Linked DNA regions of Arabidopsis thaliana: regions 2 and 3 are each linked to region 1. The links are chromatin contacts, called in public capture Hi-C maps. All regions are on one chromosome and are shown on one strand. Each heading gives the region's core, a stretch centred on a gene start, on an enhancer-like site or on the middle of the called end of the contact. The rest is flanking DNA. Distances are from core to core; before and after follow the strand shown. Region 1 holds the start of AT4G23090. Region 2 holds the start of AT4G22990 (Major Facilitator Superfamily with SPX (SYG1/Pho81/XPR1) domain-containing protein). Region 3 holds the start of EP1 (receptor-like protein kinase-related family protein).

Region 1 (3,909 bases), core at 978-3,477:
ACATGCACTTTAGCATGTGTGTGGTTGTAATAATGCTCATTTAATGGGATCGATTTGTAAGAAAACTAACTAATAAAACCAATGAAATATTAAGTTTTGTGTTCGATGAAATTGTGTGATTTTGATATTGTCTGAGTAATATAAGTTTATGTGATTTTGTTGTCACTAGTGATGTTAAACTAGGCCTTAAGCATGCGGGTCCAAACATGTAATTATGAAACTTCAAACCAACAGTAACACTTGGTTGTAAAAACGTTTTTTTTTTTGTTTTAATTGAATAAAATTTCATATTCATTTAGAAAGAAATAACTTATCACGTTGAAGAGGAAGTGTCTTCTTGGTAAGTTGGGTGGGCTGTGAACTTCGGTTTCACAAATGACAATTTGCCAAGCGAAGATCATAAGCCCTTAGACATAAAAGAGCACTGCCAGCAAATAATAAGTGACGTAATGTTAATGATTGAAAGTTCTATTTGATCAAAAAACAGGGAGCGGCCATCTATTTATTTTTACTTGGTTTAGCATTGTAAAGATCATTTTTAAAGAATTTGATATTATTTTTGATTAAAAATCTTATACCATTGGGTTTGAAATATTAACAAGACTACAAGAGTCTAACACATCCCATTATAAATCAATCTTTTTCTTCTTCTTCCAGGTATTGTACACTATAGAGAACTTGTTCTGTAATCAATATTCTGAAAATCTCTTATGTAGCATATATAGTTTCTTTCGCTTCCGTAAGTTCCTATTGTTAATTTGGTATGGATACTATATCCTATATTTTAGATTTTAATTCTCGCTGCAAATGCTCAATGAAATGCAGGTTGATGTTAAACTGCTCCAAGAATCCAATCAAAAAGGTATTGTAATCTAGTAGCTAGCAAAAGCATTAAACGTAACTTTCCCAAGTTGTTGATGACAAAGATTCCCAAGTCATCAACCGTATTAGTTTCCCATACCACATCTCATCTCAACATCAAGGTAATATTATTATTTTTATTGATTTATTAGTCAAATATGAGAAAGCAAACAACTATGTTTTATATCATTCTGTAAGTAATAATAAGTTGTTGCTTCCTATTACTTATTCTGTTTTTGCAGCCATCTCTAGGTTAAATTTTATAGAGTATCTATTATCCAGCAGGTGCTTGTGCTAATGCTACTCCATTAACTCGTACCCGTTCTCTCGGTGCACCTGGTGCATCCGGTTGAAATATTGACCCCGGTCCGCAAACAAAAAAAACATCCACCTACAATGTGTTTCAAGAAGTATTGAGAGTTTTTGGTATCAATAAATCTAAAAGAATCTATTGAGATATATAATGGTAAAAAGAGTCAACAACACCTCAACATCTCCGAAAGCAAAAAGTTGATATGCAATAGCAACACTTGGTGAAACACCTGAAAGGGAGACGTGAAGTATTCCGTTGGGACGACTAGAATGTACAGCAACACCTACATCAGTGAGCATCGGTTGGAACCATCCACTCAAGTAAAGTATTCTCCCAATACCCTATATATAGCCAAGCAGAATCAGAGAAACAATTGGAAACTAAAAAAGCTTCTATTGAATGATTAAGACTAAAACACTTACCATGCGGTTTCCTCGGATTGGTAACGACACCAAGTTGGCTCGTGAAACGCATCCCCTCCCTGACAAGATGTAGACTGCCTGACGAGAAGCCCTAGAAATATATGCCAGTACACTGACAATTTCCTGTTGGTCGAGGTTCAAAACATCTCTTTTAGAAAACTCAAGAGGAGAAGAAGTTGTATGGAAACAGAACTAATGGAGGAAAATAAACTACTTACGGCTCCATGCGGGATCACTAGGATTCTGCGTGCGGTGGGTGGTGACACTACAAAGAGGTGAAAATGACATTTTCAAGATCCCTCAAAGAAACCCTAATTTTGAAGATTGGAAATATACTTACGAGGAGGCGGCATATTACCCAATTGAATCACCTGCTCTCCTTGGCCATTACCATTTTCTCTGTGATGATTGAAGAAAAAGAGATCATTATATATATTGTTTAGATTCAAGACTCCAAGATTGATAAATACAAGAAAATATAAATTGTAAATAAGAAAGAAGAAGAAGAAGAAAACAGACGTTGTTGGCTGATCCACTGTAATCGAAGAGTTCTCGCTCATGTTTTTCCAAATCGTTAACTTAAGCGGAAAGAAAGAAATTGAAGTATGGAGGAATGTTGCCTCAATCGGCATTTATAAGTAAATCAATCAAAAGTAGAAACAGTGAGAAGGGGAAATATATTTAGGCTAGTGAAGAAACTAATTAAAGAGTTGCTTTCTAATTTTCTACACAATAAATATTTTGCACGGATGCAAATTTGACTATCCTTTGTTTGACTGTTTTCATAGTATATCTGAGAAAATGTTCAACCTAATAAATATTTAGAAGTCAAATAAGTTTTTATCCAATTCTATTAATAGGAAAACGGATGACAACCTCCTGGATCATTTCTTAGTATTTGTCATCACTCTTCCCCTGAATCATTGATCAACCTGACAACCTCTATACCAATTCAAAAGATTGTCTCCCATTTGAACTAATATTTTCATATACATGAAAAATCCTATTACTGTAGCCAAGGCACTTTTGAAGCTAATGATCAGGTAGGAGAAGTGATTTCAACCCACTGTTGTAATACATGATTGCATAATCAAAACCAATCTATGGAATCCACATTTGAAATATTTTGGCCCGTTTTAAAATATTTTTTTGGTAACGTTTTTTAACGGATTTTTGATTTCTGCAAATTTTGGCGCGCTTTCCACTTTCAAACTGAATTTTTGAAAGAATCTAAATGGCATGCGATCATAATTAACACTTTTTAAGATGTAAGATCCTTCATATTTCATAACCATAATTAATTTGATAGACAATAAATGATTGCATAATGTTCCACTGTTGTGATAGATGATTGCATAATCAAAACCAATCTATGGGACAAAGCCACATTTGAATTATTTTACAGATCTATACGACATATTCGAACTTAAAAAAAAAACAATAAAAACAAACAAAACTCAGTCGTTTTTAAAGCCAGTCGCTAGTTATAGTCGCAGCGACACTTAAACGAACCGGCCCGAAGTCTCTCATAAAAATTGCGATTGCGTTTACATGTTTACCTAATATATTAAATTCCAATTTAAATGAAAGAAATCAATTTTAATCAATTTCCTTTTTAGCAAATTGTTTTGATTTTTTATTTTTTTTTGGTTGCCATAGACGACATTTGTTAGGTTGTTTCAAATATTGGACTTAAATTTTAAAATTGAAAACAAGCAAGGTTATGTGAAAAAGCAATTGGTTTACAGTTTAAGGTTTAGGAAAAATAAGACTAGAAGCAGATTAAAAACATTTGATCTCAAAAACTAGAAACGTGCCAAATTAAAGTATCAACGAAATACATGGAGATTTTAAAAATTATGATCTCTTATGTAGATTACAGTTTTAACGGACATAAAAACGTTGACGTAACATACATGAATGAAAGGTGGGTATATTAATTAGGTAAGGCAGTGTGTGGACTGTGGAGACTCGGTTTTTCTCACTCTCATCAGTCATCACTCATCATTTTGTAGGGACGCCTTGGTAGGGTTTACATATTATCCTGTCACCTAAGTGCCACTATCTTCTTGTTTTACGATAATTACCGACGGCCAGGATCATCGTGTTGTAATCAGTTTAGTTTACGCGGAGTCTGGTGGATTCAATTATGAAAGCAGTGTTCTTCACTAGCCAAAACCTATTAAAGGAAAAGCTCGTAAATGTCTACATCGAAGATGCTCTCCCATTTAGAAAAAAACATACATTGCCAAATTACTAAACATCAAAACTTTCCACTACACAGCCTAGATTATCCCATCCGTCGCCTTTGCC
Region 2 (3,909 bases), core at 983-3,482, 50 kb before region 1:
ATCCATCAAGAAGTGATACTATGAGCATTTTGAAGTCTAAAGAGACTTACCCACAGAAAAGCCGCCCGATCAAGAGAACCGCTATTGAATTGAAGTCAAAAGCTAATGCATATAACAAGTTCCCAATGAAGAGAACAATGCTACTGAATATGAGTGGTTTGAAGTAGGATCTATTGGACCAGGCACTGAAGTAAACCGAAGAGAAGAGCTGAGCTACAGCCATAGCACCAATCACAACACCACACACCGTTGCTGCTGCACCGAGGCTCATTGAATAGTCATCTGCTGTAGGGACAATGATATAGGTATTGACCATATAGAGAAACGTGTTGACCAAATTCAACAAGAGAGACATGAAGTGATATCTCCCATCTTCTTCTTCCCCTTCCTCATCTTGTGGACTTGGTAACTCTTCTTGCATTATAAGCGCGTGCTGAGCCATGAAGTGTAGAAAGTTTGTTGACCGCGTTAGCCTATCCACTGCCGCTCTAATTGAGTCCACTACAGGATCTTGAAGAGGAAGAACTGGTTGATCATAAATCGATAAGTAGCTTCCTTGATTGTTTTGAAGCTCATGAAGGTTGCGAGATACGGCTCCAACAACAGCTCCAAGGCCCTATAACTCAACGTTAGGCTTGGAAAAAGAAGGATACATAGTCATTTGTTTCATCTTAAGACTTAACTTACCACATGTCTAAAGACTTGCTGGAGTTCAGAGTAAGGATGGTTAGCTCTAGTCTTGACATAATAGTTTGTGAATCGATAACCAAACCGTTTGTCAAATTTCTTCAGTATCTTACGGATACCAATAGCATTCATCTCAACGAAAAACAAAAGCTTGAGAAGATCTTGCCCAACAGCTCTATACTCTTCCTTTAGATAAGACATGTGGGATATGTCTGGCTGCTCCTGGAGAGCATCGTGTGATCCCCTTAGTGTCTGTAGCCTGCTTGCAAGCAACCCTTGTTGCTCCAACATGAAAAGAGCGATTTTCTCGATCTAGTATGCATTCATTTTCAAAATTAGCTTTTTATAAAGCTCCACACTTTTATCTTCACAGACACTAAAGGTTGTTGTTACCTGATTATCAAGCATCCTTGAGAAATCTTTAAGAACATGACGGCGCTCAAGATTGCCTCCTTCTAATTGGCGACTATATTGCTTCACTTTCTTCTTCATCAATTTGTAATTGATATAATATCTACAAGCGATCATGATTAACATTAGGACAAACATTTTTACGAGTTTTTCGAAAAGTTTATCGAGAAATTACCCTTGCCATTCTTGAATGCTCCGTTCCTTGAGTTTTTTCCCGAAGGCTACCATCTTCTACACTGAAAGAAAGTCACAGAGAAGAATCAGAGATAAAAGAATGATCACATACACAAAACTTTTTGTAGAAAGGACTACCAGAAAAAGTCTTCCACCTTTCTATATCAATGAACTATGCAGTGACACTAAAGTTTACACTGAGACATGTTGCTACAAGAAAAAAAAGATTCGAGATTGATTGATGTGTTTCGAGATATATCAATATTCATGATTCAAGAGTGTTATGTGTTGATTTGGTCAACCAGATTCTCGGTTTCAGCTAAAGAGTCAAAATAATTCACACAATGAGAGAAAGGAGAAGTCAAAACTACACAAAACATTTACTTAATTGAAAAGTTAGAACATTCTGATAAATGTATGAACCTCTTATCTTCGTCGTTGCGTTCTTCTCCTAGTTCTTGATGAATTCAGATTCTGTTCAATCCAGCTAAGTAAAAAGCAAAAACACGACAAAATCGAAATGAGCGAAATCGCAATCGTAAACATCAAAGAGAACAGAGAAAAATCTTCTTAATTTGAAGAAAACCCCACAAATGAATTAAAGATTGAAACTTTAACAACCTCTGTGAACAAGAGACGAGAAAAATCTAGAGAATATTACCTCTAAAGTTCTCAGAGAGAAAGAGAGGTAGCCCAGATATTTCTATGTCGCAAAATTGTAAATTTTTGGGGCCGCTTTCTCTAAGCTCAGCAGATACATTAGAAATATTATTTTAATGAGAGTTGAATTGGGATACGGTGAGAAAGGAAACAAAATTGGAGAAGAAACCAAAAAAGGAAAGAAGAAGAATCAGAGAGTGGCTCTGTGTAATCACGTTCGAAGATTTTTATATACGGTTTATAAAGGAAGGAGGTGGAAGATAAGAGTTTGCTGCATCACTGTGCATTGTGGGGTCTATCTTCATTTGTCGGACCCTTTCTTCTGGTTATTGAGATAATGAATTATCTTGGTAATAGTGTACATTCTGTTAAATATGATTTTCATGACGGCAAAATAAATTCAGAAAATCTCATTCTCTATATATTACAGAATAATAAAACTGAATTTGGCATCAAGAGGTGTAGTATCACATATTGAAGAAGATAGACAAGTTTGAATATTAGCTTCACGAAAAAGAAAAGAAAAAAGATAGATATAAGTATTATGCAAAGTTATTAAATAATTTTGTTTCTTTTTCAATATTTTTCAATCTTTCTTTTCTAAATGTAAAACATAAGTAAATGTTTTTACATGATTTGTCTCCTTTCCTAGTATAGAATCTAATCTACAATCTGAAGAAGATGGTATGGCCTAGTATCCCTTTTTGGTTTTGGCATACCTGAAGCGTAATGTCATGTGGTGTAATGCTTTACTCTAATTACCCTTACTCTACTCTTTTGTTTTACAACTTAGATGACTCTCTAGTTAGATAATCTAATCTTGTAAGTGGTAAAAGTGTGTGTCAAACTTTGAAAGTGGATGTTCTTCCACTGTTGTATCGTTTACAACTGCTGTTTTTAATTAAAAGGGTAATACTTATGAGAAAAAAAAAGAATCTAATCTACATAATCGTGTGTTGCTAGCTCGTCCATTTACTAATTGTCTGATGGGAATATAGATGAAACCGAGGTTATGGCATGGGATTTCACGGGAGACGTATTCTTCTTTCTTCACATTATTTGTCGGATTGAGCATGTGTTATGACATGAGTAAACGAATCAGAGCATCTTCAAGACAATTAGGGTGTGTCACTTTGAAGATTTTCCAGACGTTCAAATATGATTTAGACCATACGACTAATTTTATTAATTTTGGTCAAAACAAATAGAAAGATTTAGTGAACCGTGTCTCATGAAAGATTTGCGGTTTTAATAAACGATCTTTATAGCGAGCCCAACGCTCTATGGTGTGGAAGCTCATAACTTATGCTTGAGTTTTTCTCAAGTTCTTAAGAAGACCAATATTGATTTATATATCAAAATGAATTCTATAATAAATGTTTTATTCTCTAAAAAGTATTTTCATTTTGTTTTTGGTCCATTCATTTTTGAAAAATAATCGTTTCAAGCATATATACCTTTCTAATCCCAACAAATATAGACATCAATTCATGACCATATGGTCCATGAGTTTCTTACTTTCTTGTTGTCATGTCGTCATTCTTAGACATCTCTTTTATTTTATTATAAGTGGCAGAAAAGAAAGAAGAACATCTCTGGTTACTACTCTTTTTTTTTTTTTTTTACAATTTATAAGAATTATATGTGCCATTGGTTTTCACGTGGTCGGTCTTGTATGCACCAGGGTGCATGAATGGGAAACGTGGTCCCGTGCGGCACGGGCCGTGCCTCCATTATGGCATTATGTAAAACTAAGGATGATGATCTATAAACCTCAAAAATCAAGTTCTCTTGTGCATGCAACAAGTGTCAAATACTTTATGTGATTTTCACACGAACTTTCCTGTCCATATAAAGTAGTACGAAATACAAGAGCAAAACTAATTATAGAGCAAAACATACATGTATGGCATTAATTTCACAACCCTGAAGACATATATGCATATGTGTGTTTGAGTTGATTTACATTTTCTCAAG
Region 3 (3,909 bases), core at 835-3,334, 33 kb after region 1:
AGGGTACATTTTCAAATGGGAAAGAAGTTGCGGTGAAGAGATTGTCGAAAAATTCAAGACAAGGCGAAGCGGAGTTCAAGACCGAGGTTGTTGTAGTTGCCAAGCTTCAACACAGAAATTTGGTTAGGCTTCTTGGATTTTCATTACAAGGAGAGGAAAGAATTTTGGTCTACGAGTATATGCCTAACAAAAGCCTTGATTGCTTACTATTTGGTCTGTTGCATTTCAATGATTCTTTGACCATTAATCTTGAAACTTGGGGTTGCTAATCTCAAGATTTAACTGTAATCCATGGATTTGCACAGACCCTACAAAGCAAACTCAGCTGGACTGGATGCAGCGATACAATATCATTGGAGGAATTGCTCGGGGGATTCTATATCTTCATCAAGATTCACGGCTCACAATCATACACCGTGACCTTAAAGCAAGTAACATTCTCCTAGATGCGGATATAAATCCGAAAATTGCAGATTTTGGAATGGCTAGGATCTTCGGATTGGACCAAACCCAGGATAACACAAGCCGAATAGTTGGTACCTAGTAAGTGTTCCACCTAACATCTCATACGTTAAAGTTTGTTGGAAATTTTATTTTGCCAACATATATACTAAAGTTTTGTTGTGGATTCCAGCGGTTACATGGCTCCCGAGTATGCGATGCATGGCCAATTCTCAATGAAATCTGATGTCTATAGCTTCGGAGTGTTAGTTCTTGAGATTATAAGTGGTAGGAAGAATAGTAGCTTCGACGAGTCAGACGGCGCACAAGACTTGCTCACACATGTAAGTTTTTAGGCAATCAATATATACCTCTCTTACATTACAACACGTAACGTTAGTAGCTAGAACTGATTTATTGATTGATATTCTAGACTTGGAGGCTTTGGACTAACAGAACAGCATTAGACCTCGTGGATCCACTTATAGCAAATAACTGCCAGAATAGCGAAGTGGTTCGATGCATCCATATCGGTCTTTTATGTGTTCAAGAAGATCCTGCAAAGCGTCCGACAATATCAACCGTTTTCATGATGCTCACTAGTAATACTGTGACCTTACCAGTGCCTCGGCAACCAGGGTTTTTCATTCAAAGTAGTCCCGTAAAGGACCCGACTGATTCAGATCAGTCTACCACGACCAAGTCTACTCCAGCATCTATTGACGATGAATTGATCACTGATTTATATCCGCGCTAAATATGATGTTTACCTTCACGGTTGTAATGAAGTTTAAGCATATATTTTCATATTTCTAGGTGTGATCAACCCAATAAATTGTTTAGTTTTGATTTGGTTTGTTAAAACCATATGTGTACTTTGTTTTGATTTTTTATTAAAGAATAATTAGATATGGAGAGAAATGAGAAATGGAGAGAACACTTAGAATGTTGGCAATTGGCATTAAAGTTTGGTCCATTCTAAAAATTTGGCCAATCCAAAATCTGTAACTTTGGATTTCATTTCAGCGTCTATGAGGATATTACCTGCTTTGAAGTCACAATGTCTGATTGAGAGTCGTGAATGATGAAGATATATAATCGCTTTAGCAATACCTCCAATGATCTTGTACCTTCTGATTTGGGAACAGAGGGAAAACAGAGTAATGTGGGAAGGTGATTTACATGATTTGTAAAAGTAGTAAAATAAATGAAATGTGAAACCATCTAGCACGTCAAAGTTTTTTCTTTTCTTACTTTGTTATAAACTAACTAACTAATACAATTTTTTGAAAGTCAAAGTCACCTATATGATGAACATCAACTTTTATTGTTATTCAAATGTTAGACTAAAACACGTGGAAGTGACAACCAGAGAAAATAGATTTATAAATTTTCTATGTTTTGACGTCTATCAATCTATTTCCGAGAAAAATATGGGTTGGAATTGAATATTATTGAAGTGAGGTTGATGATTATTCCGCTTGGCGCCGAGACTTTGGGTCAAAAAGACAGCACAGTTAAAGTTCCTTACCAGACAAGTAACAAACGAACAGTTATAAGTTAAAACAATAATTTCACAACCCTAGTTTATTCAGTTTGTAGCCCTAATTAATTTTCTTACTCAAAAAGTTTAGTTTCACTAAATTATTGTCGAGATATCAGTTGCTTGTAATCTTATTCATAAAACAAAATAGGTTATTTCAACAAGGCCTTTTCCAATAATTTGACTTTTGTTGTTAATAAAAAGGAATGACATAAAAAAAAATCGTTTACATTGACTTTGATTGATGACTTATGGTCGTCACAAACTATTCACGTTAATAAATGGAAGCTGCATGATGTGAAACTCAAATCAACGAAGTCGAAAAAAACACCATGTCTTCTCTGATCTCTTTTATCTTCCTTTTCCTTTTCTCATTCCTCACTAGCTTCAAAGCTTCCGCTCAAGATCCTTTTTACTTAAATCATTATTGTCCAAATACGACAACTTACTCAAGATTCAGCACTTACTCCACCAATCTCAGAACCCTTTTGTCCTCTTTTGCTTCCCGCAACGCCTCTTACTCCACCGGATTCCAGAACGTCACGGTGGGACAAACCCCCGACCTGGTCACCGGACTTTTCCTCTGCCGCGGAGACCTCTCGCCGGAAGTTTGCAGTAACTGCGTTGCCTTCTCCGTTGACGAAGCGTTAACTAGGTGTCCAAGTCAGAGAGAAGCTGTGTTCTATTACGAGGAGTGTATACTCAGATACTCTGACAAGAATATTCTATCGACGGCCATTACAAACGAAGGAGAATTTATCTTGAGTAACACCAACACTATTTCTCCTAATCAAAGTCAAATAAACCAGTTTATAGTTTTGGTGCAATCTAATATGAACCAAGCTGCCATGGAAGCAGCCAACAGTTCTAGAAAATTCTCTACGATAAAGACCGAATTGACCGAACTCCAGACTTTGTACGGGCTTGTTCAATGCACTCCTGATCTTACAAGTCAAGACTGTTTGAGATGTCTGACAAGATCCATCAATAGAATGCCACTTTCTAGAATTGGAGCAAGACAGTTTTGGCCAAGTTGTAATTCAAGGTACGAGCTTTACTCGTTCTACAACGAAACTACCATTGGAACACCATCTCCACCACCACCACCGTCGCCAAGCAGAGCAAATTGATGTGCTGCTTTTTACGTCGAAGTTTTGGCCAAGTTGTAATTCGTTTTGCTCTGCTTTACAAATTGACGTGTTGCTTTTTCTCTGCGTTTAAAATTGGTATCATCGAAATAAAGTAACTCAGTTTCTTACAATCAAAGAGATAAGGATTGTGAAGCAGCTAATGAGTCTTCTTATTTTGTCTTTACTTCAGTCTTCTCGTCTTTGATAGTGAATTGCTCATCTAGCTTTCTTAATCTTAGACTTGGTCAATGTTTTGGCTTTTCTCATACTAAACCAATTAATACATAAAATATTTAATTTATTTTCTATTACAATTATCTAGATATTTTTAGCTACACGTGATTGAAACGTGTCTCAAGCTACACCAACGCTCTTCCTCACAAACTGAATTCGTCGTCGATAGTGGTTGCTCTTGCTATCTTGATGTTTACTTCGTCTGATCGTTGAACTGGCCCGCTGCAACATTCTGAGTGTTCCAAGTGATTATTCTAGTTGTGCGTAACACCGTAACAGTAAAAATGAGCTAAGGAAAGCGAGATGCAAGGGAGAACCAACAGAAGCATAAGTTTTTCCTCTGTTATTACTAATGGAAAAAAACTTTCTTTTTCATTTTCTAATTCCTTGTCAGATTTCTCAGCTTCTCTTCTTTTTGTTTTGTGTAAGACTTGGTCGGAGTCTTAGATTACGCTGATGATTAAAAACTACTAAAAAAGAAAAAAAAAAGAATATTACGCAAATGTTCTCGATGCATTGACCAAGTCCTCTTCTGGTTCTGGCTCCATTTTCACATGCAGG

Evidence for each region. Capture Hi-C pulls out chosen DNA fragments and counts their contacts.
Region 2: a capture Hi-C map of shoot shows a contact between it and region 1, with 9 times the contacts expected there. The contact joins the promoter of AT4G22990 here to the promoter of AT4G23090 in region 1. A contact is called at or near these places in 1 of 26 Hi-C or Micro-C datasets (rosette leaf) and 2 of 3 other capture datasets (root and shoot).
Region 3: a contact with region 1 is called in a capture Hi-C map of shoot, with 5 times the contacts expected there. The contact joins the promoter of EP1 here to the promoter of AT4G23090 in region 1. A contact is called at or near these places in 1 of 26 Hi-C or Micro-C datasets (rosette leaf) and 2 of 3 other capture datasets (root and shoot).

The regions. Positions count from the first base shown.
Region 1 is chr4:12,099,256-12,103,164 of TAIR10.1, forward strand. It overlaps AT4G23090, which reads right to left and starts at 2,228. Exons shown (of 6, transcript NM_001084965.1): 1 at 2,116-2,228; 2 at 1,937-1,995; 3 at 1,815-1,861; 4 at 1,597-1,719; 5 at 1,348-1,515; 6 at 1,136-1,252. The coding sequence starts at 2,228. The coding sequence ends at 1,136. It overlaps GSH1 (glutamate-cysteine ligase), which reads right to left. Exons shown (of 17, transcript NM_001203879.2): 17 at 2,880-3,052.
Region 2 is chr4:12,049,659-12,053,567 of TAIR10.1, forward strand. AT4G22990 (Major Facilitator Superfamily with SPX (SYG1/Pho81/XPR1) domain-containing protein) reads right to left here and starts at 2,233. Exons shown (of 11, transcript NM_001341571.1): 1 at 1,934-2,233; 2 at 1,696-1,759; 3 at 1,274-1,482; 4 at 1,081-1,201; 5 at 688-999; 6 at 51-616. The coding sequence starts at 1,326.
Region 3 is chr4:12,132,889-12,136,797 of TAIR10.1, forward strand. EP1 (receptor-like protein kinase-related family protein) reads left to right here and starts at 2,085. Exons shown (of 1, transcript NM_118446.3): 1 at 2,085-3,908. The coding sequence starts at 2,317. The coding sequence ends at 3,114. It overlaps CRK8 (cysteine-rich RECEPTOR-like kinase), which reads left to right. Exons shown (of 9, transcript NM_001341577.1): 7 at 3-543; 8 at 635-785; 9 at 875-1,321. The coding sequence ends at 269.